Linked DNA regions of Oryctolagus cuniculus: region 2 is linked to region 1. The links are chromatin contacts, called in public Micro-C maps. All regions are on one chromosome and are shown on one strand. Each heading gives the region's core, a stretch centred on a gene start, on an enhancer-like site or on the middle of the called end of the contact. The rest is flanking DNA. Distances are from core to core; before and after follow the strand shown. Region 1 has its middle 58 kb from the start of STK24. Region 2 holds the start of STK24 (serine/threonine kinase 24).

Evidence for each region. A called contact is a pair of places that touch in the nucleus more often than the background predicts.
Region 2: a contact with region 1 is called in a Micro-C map of ear pinna, with 4 times the contacts expected there. The contact joins the promoter of STK24 here to the enhancer-like site in region 1. A contact is called at or near these places in 4 of 6 Hi-C or Micro-C datasets (ear pinna, liver, psoas muscle and 1 more).

The regions. Positions count from the first base shown.
Region 1 is chr9:13,937,119-13,942,678 of mOryCun1.1, reverse strand. No RefSeq gene overlaps it. Among named protein-coding and RNA genes, the nearest start is that of STK24, 58 kb to the left of the region's middle. Within about 2 kb of position 2,363, at least 2 of the 8 cell types and tissues checked have an H3K27ac peak or open chromatin away from gene starts, as enhancers often do. A contact at or near this core is called in ear pinna, where this site is marked.
Region 2 is chr9:13,995,686-14,001,245 of mOryCun1.1, reverse strand. STK24 (serine/threonine kinase 24) reads right to left here and starts at 3,295. Exons shown (of 11, transcript XM_051850520.2): 1 at 2,897-3,295. The coding sequence starts at 3,205.

The sequences.
Region 1 (5,560 bases), core at 1,114-3,613:
CAGTCTCTGTGTCTTAGCCCTGCCTTTCCCACAATGCACCTGTGCCTCCTCCACCATGAAGACGGGGCCAGAATGAACACATGGATGCTGGGCTCCACCAGCAGACACTGTGAAAACCTCCCCAGGGATACTCACAGCACTGAACACCACTCAAGTTCCACCTCGTTTTGTATGCAATTCGGTTCCAACCCTACCCAATAAAGGGGCAGCCAAACTGGGGGTGGGGGCGATTCCCCTCATAGTGTTTCCTCTCCTCACCTGGCTGCCTGCCTTTGTCTGAATGCGTACTTTCTCTTTAATCTCCTTAAATAAATCCTGCTCTCCTTCTTATACTACAAGTCTCTGCTCTAAGTTCTTTCGTGCAGAAAGGAGAACCTGGAATAGATCCAGCCGGGGACATGGTTAAGCCAGGCTTTGAGGGTCTCAGTGCTCATAAATGGTAAAGATGAGATCCAACCCAAATTTTCTTCCTTTTTGGCCCAAATCACTTTCTACTAAATGTCACGGACCTAGAGTCCTAACCTTTACAGCGCTGGAAATGTAATTAAAATTCCTCGAGAGGATCGGCTCCGACCCAGGTTCCCGGCTTGGCTATTTCCTGCTTCTGGGACAGAAGGACCAAGACTGAGTCATTTGTGAGAAGGATTCTACTTCCCACAGTTCCAGGGGCTGGGATCTGGGGAGGGCCTCCTGGCTGCTTCGCAACATGGCCGACGGCACCAGGTTACGAAGGGAGGGAAGGAGGGGGAACGGGTCCTCTCTCTGCTCGTCCTTCCTCTTCTTTTAAATCCCATCCTGGGGATCCCACTGCCATGGGCTCATCTGACCCTACTCACCTCCATCCACCTACAACGTCTGCGTCTGGAGAAGTTTCTAACACACAAGTTCGGGGTACATGGGCTCTGGCCCTCCCCTCGCAGTACTGGTGTTTCATGGACTCATCTTGCCCTCAGTGAGCTCTGTGGAGCCACCGCCTGCTTCCAGAAACCAGGAGGCCTGGGGTTTCCTCCCAGCCCTGGCCTCTACACTGCACGTTGCCTTAGCAGCCAAGTCAACTTCTCTGGGCCACAGCTAGCTTATCTGTTGAGTGAGGACATTGGCCAGTACCAAAGGTCACATCTTGTTGAAAGTTCGGTTGTTAAGGGGAGCGAGTGCTGTAGACCAACCTGAGGAATCAAAACTGAAACTGTCTCCCCAAGGCCCTCTACTAAATTACGAGGCCACAGCTGAACCAACCGTGGCCGTGGGTGGGAGCTTTGTTCGCCTTCCCCTGCAAAATATTCTCACACACGGAAAGAGCCCCTTGGGCTCGCGCTACCCTGCAAATCTTCACCGAACTTGAGACCTTGAGGCTGGGTCTACTCCAGCGTTTTGTGTGTCAGGACACCTTGTGTTTGTGTGGCCAACGAAAACTGCTCCATTGAGTGGGTGGGCGGGAGGAGGCCACGAATAGAGTTTTTATTTCCCTTCCAGTAACATCGCCCACAGGGGCAAAGACACTTTGTAAAGTGCTGCTGGTGACTGTCCCTTTGAGAACTTTGCCCTGAAAGCCGTGAAAAGCTGTGTACAGTCTTGTTCTTGGAAGCCCTGTTTCATTGGAGATGGAATAAATAAACAGTAGATACAAGGCTCCTTCAGGGGTCTCTGAAATTGGCCAGAAGCTACCAATGTGCACATTTCTGCACGTAGCAGAGTTAATAATTTGCTGTACAAACATCCTTTTCCGATGCAAAGGCCAGGGGGCTGGGATAGTCCTGCGCGTTCCCACGCTTCACCCACCTGTTTCTCACCCGCCCTGTCTTTCACCCCACCTGTCTCTCTGCACCCACTGGGAATCGGAGAATTGTGCCTCCCCGCCCCCACTCTCTGAAAGGGCAGTCCTCGGACCCTCAGCTCTAGGTCATGAACAAGGTGGCCCGCAACCCCCCGCCCCCACCGTCCAAGGGGCATTTTTCAGTGTCTGGAGGTATTTTGGGTGCTCAGAAACCCAGCCAGTTTCTGATCATGGCGTTTGGTGGGGAGAGGCCAGGGGTGTTGTTAAACAACCTACAGGGCTCAGGACAGCGCCCGCCCTGCCAGCAAGGGATCACGCAGCCCCATGTCAACACGCCAAGGTTGAGAAACCCCACTCTAGAGATAGCAAAGCCAGGGTGGAGGTTTCTTACCCCAGGCCCTGGGGCGGCTGCTGCTTATGGAGAAGAGGAGTGCCCACAAGCCCAGAGGAAGACTGACCCCACCGCAGTCTGCCCCACCCAGGGAGCTGGCCTTTGTCCCCGAACGTGCTGTGACATGCATTCCTGCTCTCGCAAGACCCATGTGCCAACCCCTCCCTCCTCTCTGCAGCAGGCTTCCTGCAAAACCAGTTCCTCACGCTCCCTGGCCGCAGAGTGTGTCCAAATCGCATTCTAGGCGGGGAGGCCAAAGGCTAGGGGGAGGCGAGGCGAAGCAGGCAGAGGGCCTAAGTCACCAGGAATGATCACAGGCGGTCAAGTCACAACGAGGAAGTACAGCAGAACTCAGCACCAACTCCACCCGAAGGAAGGGGATGGAGCGACATGTCCGTGGGCGATGGCCTGCTCCGAGGCGGCTTGGAGCACAGTAGGGGGAAAGCTGAAGAGAAAGGAATTGCCCGGAGACCCCGGAAGCCGGGGGAGGGCTCATGGAGAGGGTAGAAATAACAGCTGCCTCTCGATAGCGGCCAAGGAGAAGCGATTAGGCGATCATGGCTTAGCAGCCGTCCTCGTCTGTGTCGCAGCACCTGGCTTCCTCCACTCTCATCACGCGCTCACGGTGTACTCCTGAGGTCAGAGGGATTTTGCAAGGGCACGGTGCTCTCCTGAGCTGCTAACGTACATGTTGGTGTGAACGTGTAAGTCCACCTCTGGGCGTGTCGAGTCCTGCCCCGGGAGAGGGGCCGTTCCCCCTGGAGGGAGCGTCATGAGAAGCCTTCTAGAAGCAGAGCTGGAGCCTGCCATGGCCATGGGATGAGGGGCCGTGCTGCTTTCAAGGGAAAGATCCCGTTGGAGGGAAAGAAATGACCGTGTTGCTCAGTGGAAGGTTCTATTTCTTCCTCCAGATCCCAGGCCCTGATCTGATATCAACAAAACTAAACAAAGAGTCTGAGCTGGTTAGGCCAGGAGAATACTGCCCCCAACCCCCATATGGGACAAGCGAATACCAAGATGTATGGAAACGCAGCGCAGGCCACGCTACAGTTACAGAGCTCGCGCGGCGACTAGGAAAGACGCCGATGGGCTAATGACTCGGGGACCTGGGCCCGGGTGCACACAAAGCCACCGCCACAGCCTCGTCCAGGAACATCCCTCAGCGACGATGCTGCCACAGATCTGCAGCCGCAGGACACGTGGGGACACGTGGGGCTCCAGCCCAGGGGTTCCTCCACACTCTACAGGAGGCGGGCCCTCCCGTAAAGAACCCAGAACATTGGACGGACCTGCTGTGCCAGATTAAAGGGGTTACGGAGGGAGTTTTCTTCTCCCACCATTTCCACCACTACTGTGTTGCCTTTACAGAAAAAAAAAAAAAAGGATTTTACTTTTATAATTAAAAACAAATGAAAGGGCCGGCGCTGTGGTGTAACAAGTAAAGCTGTTGCCTGTGGCACCAGCATCCCATATGGGTACCGGTTCCAGTCCCAGCTGTTCTACTTCCGATCCAGCTCTCTGCTATGGCCTGGGAAAGCAGTGGAAGATGGCCCGAGTCCTTGGGCCCCTGCACCCGCATAGGAGACCCCAAAGAAGCTCCTGGCTCGTGGCTTCTGGTTTTGGATCGGCACAGCTCCGGCCGTTGCGGCCAACTGGGGAGTAGACCAGTGGATGGAAGACCTCCCTCCCCCCACCTTCTTTTCCAATAATAAATAAAGTCTTAAGGAAATTAAAATAGAAACGACACATACAAGTTAAAAATGAACAGGACGCAAGATGAGTCAGATGGAGAAGAGCCCGGAGACGGAGACGGAGATAGGCCACCATGGAACAGCGCAGGTGAGAGATGTTAACTCAAGGCAGGCCCTCCGCAGTGGGGGAGGAGAGAGGGGCCCTGACACCGAGACTTCGGGCACGCGGGCTATTAGCGGAGACCCTGAGGACGTCGTGAAGTCTAAATTTAATCATCGCTGCCATCACTGAGCACTGTCCACCCAGCGGTGCCTGAGTGTGGCGCCTGGCCTGTCATCCGATCTCACGGAAACCCCTGGGGTGGGTGCCACGATTCCCCGACCTTTCAGAGGACGGTGAGCGGCCGCGGTTCAGGAGCCTGCCCCGCGACACAGCTCGGCTGCGGCAGAGCCAGGAGAGAACCAATGAGCTCTGGGCTGCGCGCAGCTCTGAAATGTCAGGAGGCAACACTGTCCTCTTGAGAGCGGCAGAGGGATGAGGTCAACCATTCGCTTCTTCCCCATGACGTCACACGGTGCTCTACACCCAAAAGGTCACTGTGTCTGAAATCGGGACAGCCTGAGCTGGAGACCCTGACGGGGGTCTGCTGGGACGATACCATCACAGTAATACGGTCTCAGGGGAGACCGGGGAGAACAGCACCCCTGCACGCCATCGCCTTGCAGCTGCAGGCGTCACCTGCACGCACACTGAGCTCCAAGAACTGGCTCCTTGAACCGGAGCTCCGGTTTCCACGTTAAGTAATCTGGGCGCGAGTCGCCGTCCTGCCACCTGCTGGCGATAGCGTCGCCTGCAACTCGTGTAGCGCACGGGCTTTCAGCGCCGGCTGTTGCACTTGCGGGAGATTGGGGCACTGGGCGGGGTACAGCCCTCCGGGTGGTGCTCCCGGGCAGCTGGCGCTCTGCGGACATCTGCCTGACCTCGCCTCTTGGCTTCCGACGTGTGTCTGATGGTGGCAACCCTCCATAGCCACCTCTTACGCATTTTCTCACTCCGCCATCAGAAAACCCTCCCACCAGTCCAGAACTTTACCGCTCTCCATGGAACTAGTTCACGGGGACTGGCAGAACTGAGACCCACACGCAGCTGCGGCTACGCTGGGCCAGTTCTTCCCGCGGCCTCAACCCTGTCCATCTACAGCTATTTTGCACACACGGCTGTTCTGAGGATCGACCCAGACGCTCAGAGCACAGTACCCGGCACCTGAGCAGACCGAGTTAAAGCAGTGTTAATTTGCAATAGGGATGTATTCTAATGAGCGAGTACACCCTTCCACATCTATATCACATACATGTGTATGTATGAAGATAAAGTACTTTTTCCTTATTTTCTTAAAGGCTGGCCCTTACCTCCAGACTGGGTTTCTGGGACCCTGTGCTTCAGGCTCGGGCTGTGTCCGCTGCCCGGGGTCACTGGGATGTGGTCTGCCCGCTGCAGCAGAGAGGATGATGGGATGGTGGCTTCCCAGCCGGGGCGTGCGGGCTTGGTCACAGCCCCTCCGTCGTCTTCCGGAAGCCCCTGTCTCTGGAGGTCTTTAACTCTGGTGTCTGGGGAACCTCCGGAGACAGTGCTGCAGTCCCAGGGCAGTGGGCAGGGCCTGGTTGCCTGGGCGGGGGCGGAGGGCAGCTGTGGGCTGTGAGCTC
Region 2 (5,560 bases), core at 2,046-4,545, 58 kb before region 1:
ACTCTCACACCTCTGCCGCTCAAACACAGGAAGATGCTCTTCTTCTCTACTGAGAACTTTTACTCATCTTTCATTCTGAGAAAGCAAAATAAAAAGTTCCCTAGTAACACCACCTGGCAAAGGCACCGTACTGGGGAGGCGGCAATGGTTTCAAAACAAAAATTTGCTTTTTTTCCCAAGATTTAAACATTTGGGCCCACTCTAAGGGTGGGGGGGGGGGGGAGTAAGAGACCAAGCAGTGACCAGACACTGAGTTCCCAGCACCAGCCGAGGGGCTTCAGGTACCTTTCCGGATGGCACTGAGACAATCTGTGGTTACAGCCCGTGTAACACAGGGCAACAATCTAAAGGTAAATCGCATTTTTTAACATTACAAGAGGTCTTCTTACTCTACTAGTCAGAAACTCTTTTTCACCCTGTTCACCCTGACCTTGATGCCTTGAACGTTCAAACCAAAGCAGGAGTGTTAGGAAACACCCCCCGCCCCATCAGATTTTTACCTAGTGGTCAGCAGAAACTCACATCGCACGTTAAAGAGCTCTCAATGAGATTCAAAAAACACACTCTGGCACCCGCCCATCCTAAGATAGTTTGTTACTCCTAAAAAAAAAAAATTGCCTGAAATTCTGGCTACCACTGAAGTGGTGACACTGAGCTCCTATTTTGCTAGATTTCAAACCTGAACAATGAAATCAGGCTTTCTTGCTATGGTTTTCGGGGGACAGGGGGATGGTTTCCAATGGAGGAGGAGCAGAGGTCCAGGGGCGATCCTCAGCCCTCCCCTCCATGTCTACAAAATAACAAAAAATCTTTTTTTTTTTTTTTTTTTTTGGCCGATCTCCGGAAGCTCGTGCGTTCTCCCGCCCGGCTGGGCTGTCCGGGAAAAAACAAAACTTCAGGGGCACACTGCACAGCAACGCGAGGCTGGAACCCGCATCGCGCCGCCACCCTTTACCGACGTGCTCACGGACATGACAAGTTGGCTCGCGATGGGGGTTTCACTTTTTTTTTTTCCAAGAGCTAGAAACATAGTCACCTACGGAGGAAAAACTTGGAAGGCGTTCGCGACCATCGAAAATCCAACGCCTCCCCCCACTTCACCCCCCAAAAAAGGGGACCGCTAGGCCAAGCAGCCACAAAGCACCAACAGCCAGGTCCACGGCGCGGAACTCCTCTAAATCCCACCAAGTCGCCAAGTGGAACTCCAGCGCCGGGCCAGGGGCCTGCGCCAGGCCGGGGGCCCGCACCTTCCCGCACCGCGCCCTGTCCGCGCGCCGGCGCCCCTCCCTCCGCCCGCCGCCCGAGGAGCCGAGCCCCGCGCGGGCCCGGGGGGCCTCCACCGCCCCCGCGCCGCCCGGGGCCTCCAAGGGCACGTCTTCCCCTCCCGTCTCCCCCGGCGCGGGGCCGCCGCAGGCCCTGCACTGCTCAGGACTTGGGGGCCAGGCGCCGGTGCCCCACATCCGCACCCAGGCCTCGGTGCACCCCCCACCCCGCGCGCCCCGCCACACATCCACACCCGGCCGCCGCGGCCCGCGAGCAGCCCCGGGAGTAGGGCCCGAACCCCGGCCGACGCGACCCCGGAAGGGAGAGCCTGGGGGGGGGGGGCCCTGTTTACACCGCCAAGTTGCCCGCTTCCGCCCCAGCCCCGCATCCCCAGTCCCTGAGGCCCGCGGCTGCCTACCTGCATGCCGGGCAGGCCCGACTGCACCGGGGAGTGAGCCATGGCGCGCAGGACGTCCACTTCCTGGGACGGGACGGCCGGGCCGCGGCGATCCGCGCGGGCGACCAGGCCCGCGGGCCGCGCCGGATCCCGAGGCCACCCCAGCCCCGGCGGGTCCCGGCAGCCGGCGGAGCTCAGCGACGGGCGCCGGGCCGCGTCTCCATGCACGGCGCCCACACGGGGCGCGGGGGGCCGAGCGCGAGCCGCCGCCGCTGCCGCCGCTGCTTCTCGGCGGGAGCCGGGCGGCCTGGGCCCGCACGTACTCGCCGCCTGGACCCGGAGTGGGCGCGCACCACCGGCGGAGCCCGCGAGCGCCGAGAGCGCCCCGCCCCGGCCCGGCCCCCGCGCCCGCCCCCGCGGCCCGGCCGGGGACCCCGCCCCGCGCTTCCGGGAGGCGGAGGAGGGGAGAGGGAGGAAGAGGAGGAGGCCCGGCGGCCGCCCGGGCGCCCTAGGCCGCAGGCGCCGCGCCGCCGCCTGCCGGCCGGGCCTGCATCCCAGCGGCTCCCGCGCGCGCTCCCACGCCCCCCGGGGGGCGGTGCCGCGCCGCGAGGGCGTCCGCCGGGGCGCGAGCGGGTCGGAGCCCCGCGAGCCGGCTCGGGCGCTGAGGCGATCCCGGGCCGCCCGGCCGCCGCTGCACTGTGCCCGCGCCCCGGGCGGCCTTCCTAGACGGGGGCTGGGCCCGGGGCTGCTCCCGCAGGCCGCGGCGGAGCTTCTGCGGCGTGTGAGGAAGTTTCCGACCGCCCGGAGGCCGGGGCGGCGACTGTATGCCGGGCGTTTGCTGACTGAACGCGGTGCCGGCAGCGCGGCTGCGAGGAGCGAGCGGGGAGGGCCTGCGGGCCGCCCGCCGAGCCGGAGGAAGCGGCGTGCGGACTTTGCCCCGCGCCTCTCCGGGCCGGGAGTGCCCGTTCTGCCCGCTGGCTGTGCGAGGTGAGGCGGCCACAGCGAGCCCCCAGAGGCCGCAGGACGCGGTAAGCAGAGTCCGAGGTGTCGCAGCACCGCACCCCTGCTTGTGCTGGGAGCCCCGGGAGACCTCAGGCCGCCTTCCTGGCTGTCACAGGGACACTGCTCACTTACAGAGAAGCCGGGGCGGTGACTCTGGGGAGGATGTGACAAATACAAGGCAGAAAAGCAGCCGCTTACGAGCTTACCTAAATTCTGTACCGCTAAGAAACGTACCTCGGGAGAAGAGCCAAACCAGAAGGAACGTGCACTCTTCGAGGGCCCGTCGTGTTCAGCCTGGGAATTCCACCCAAAGTGACACAGCCTGAGGAAATGACTAGAACGTATCGAAAGCTGCAGCGAAGTGGCATTTAGAATCCTGGGGAATCTACCGTGGAAAACCCTAACAGATGCAGTAAACAGTGTTTTCGTTACGTACTCACTGAAGAAAACGTAGGAACCAAAACAATGCACAGGCACTTCAGAAAGTTCATGAAAAATGGAATTAAGGGGTATTTGTATGTTGCATAAGGTTTTGAAATCCATGCTGGTTTTTCATAATACACATTGTAAACTTTTTAAAAGGCCCTTTGTGTAGTTTGATTTCAAGCTACTGCATATAAATTAATTTTAGAAACGTGTGTGTGTGTGTGTGTGTATTAGTAGAGAAAAACCTAGAAGTATATGCACCAAAATTTAGCTGTCTGGAATTAAAGATGATTTTTCTGGTCACTAATCAGAGCCAGAGGAGACCATCGTGCTGAGATACAAATGGACAGTAACATCAGAGCACTGATCTGAAGCAATACCATGGGAAATGCTCAGAAATTGTGAGGATGTGAAATGAGGGGTAGAAGACACTGGACCATAATATTCCAGATATAAAAAATAATCAGAATAATATTTGTATACCAGGGCTAGTGAGACTAGGAACATACGGGTTCCCAGTGGATGTGGCTTATCTGGACATGGTCTGAGACTTGCATCCTTTAGCTGATCTATCTCCTGTTCTCTGTTTATCTCAGTTTTTCTTCTTTGACCATTGAGTTCCATTCTCACTGAACAAGAAGAATGCTCATAGAAGTAACAAGTTCTTCTCAGTCCTATGCAGGCATCAACCAGTGTTTACAGAACTGTAGGTCTCTGGCTGCTTTGTCTTCCCAGAACACTGATGATTGACAAGGCCTGAGTCAGGAACAGTTCTGTGCGGTTTTGCATTCGATCATTACACTTTATTTTTTTTTCCAAAAGACACCCTTTATTCATTGAGTACACATTTTATAAGCACAACTTTAGGAATATACTGATTCTTCCCACCATCCCACCCTCCCCCCCCCCCCCGACTCCCATTACACTTTTTTGTGCACTTGTTGCATTCAGACATCAGTTCAGCATAGGGCATCTAAACAGGACTAGATCCCCAGGTGCTTGTGATCCCATCCTGGAAATCTAGTCTCACTATCCTAACTTTGGAAGTTTACAGTACCATAATTGATGGCACGTAGAGTGACAACAGGGTCACTTCCAGGGCCGGCGCTGTAGGAAGCAGTAAAGCTGGTTTGGGTCCCGGCTGCTCCACTTCCAATCTAGGTCTCTGCTATGCTATGGCCTGGGAAAGCAGTAGAGGATGGCCCAAGTCCTTGGGCCCCTGCACCCACGTGGGAGATCCAGAGGAAACTCCTGGCTTTGGATGGGCCCAGCTCCTGCCATTGCAGCCACTTAGGGAGTAAACCAGCAGATGGAAGTCTTCACTTGCTTGCCCTCTCTGCCTCTGCCTCTCTGTAACTCTGCCTTTCAAATAAATAAATAAATCTTTAAAAAAAAAAAATCACTTCTACCAAGGAAAGAAAAGGACCATCCTCTCACACTTTTCCTCTCATCACTCTCCCTCCACCCCTAATAAATAATTACAACAGATCATTTACTACTGTAATTCCAAAAAGAATTTGAGGGTCTCCATAGAGATTATATGTTCTCTTGTCTCCATGGAGATACTAACCTATTGTTTTCATCCCCTGGCCCTCTTTGTCTTTTGTGTTCACTTACAGGACATGAGTTGGGTAAAGAGTTGTGCTCTGACATGTATTCTGGACCACAAAAGACATTTCCATGTCCCTACATGGAGCCCCTCCAACCAGAGAGCCCCTGTGGATTGACTTCCCCTAAGCCAGTTGCTAGTCTCAGCTGAGCTCAAAGCTTGCAGCAGAAAACAAGACTTCAACAATCAATCCCTTCACTTCTCTGGCTCTGAGTTGAAAAGATAAACACCCCCAAATGCCACTTGATAAAGAACAGCTAGACAAGTAGCACATTTGCAATTTAAATTTGCAGATTAAAGAAAGGGACTTGCATGGTGAACTTTAAAAGGAGAAATATGAGTAGCTCAGATAAGTAACAGAAGGCTTGAAGAATTTCTACACATGTTCAATAGGTGAAGACAAATTATTAACATCAGCATAAAGAAGTACATCAAGAATCATCGGATGACATGACAGCAAGAAAATACAGTTTAAAGGCCTAGGGGGATTTCCCAGCACATTGAGAAATGGTGACAACAGGGTTTTGTTCTGTGAGTGCAGAGCTCAGAGGACAGGCTCTCTTGGAGACCTCACTCTCAGTCAGCCTTTGGTTGTACCTTGCTTGCTAGGGCAGCTGTAACAAAGACCCACCAACTGGGTGTCTTACACCACAAATGTGTACCTCCTCACATTGGCAGAGGCTGGAAGTCAGGTCACAGTGTCAGCAAGGGCTGATTTCTTCTGAGGCCTCCCTCCTTGCAAGTGGCTGCTGCTCATCTGGTCTGTCTGTGGTTATCTGTGCCCTAAACCCCTCTGCATACAAGGAGACCAATAATAATGGGTTGGGGCCTACTCTGGTTGTTCTTCCTGAACTTGACTGCTT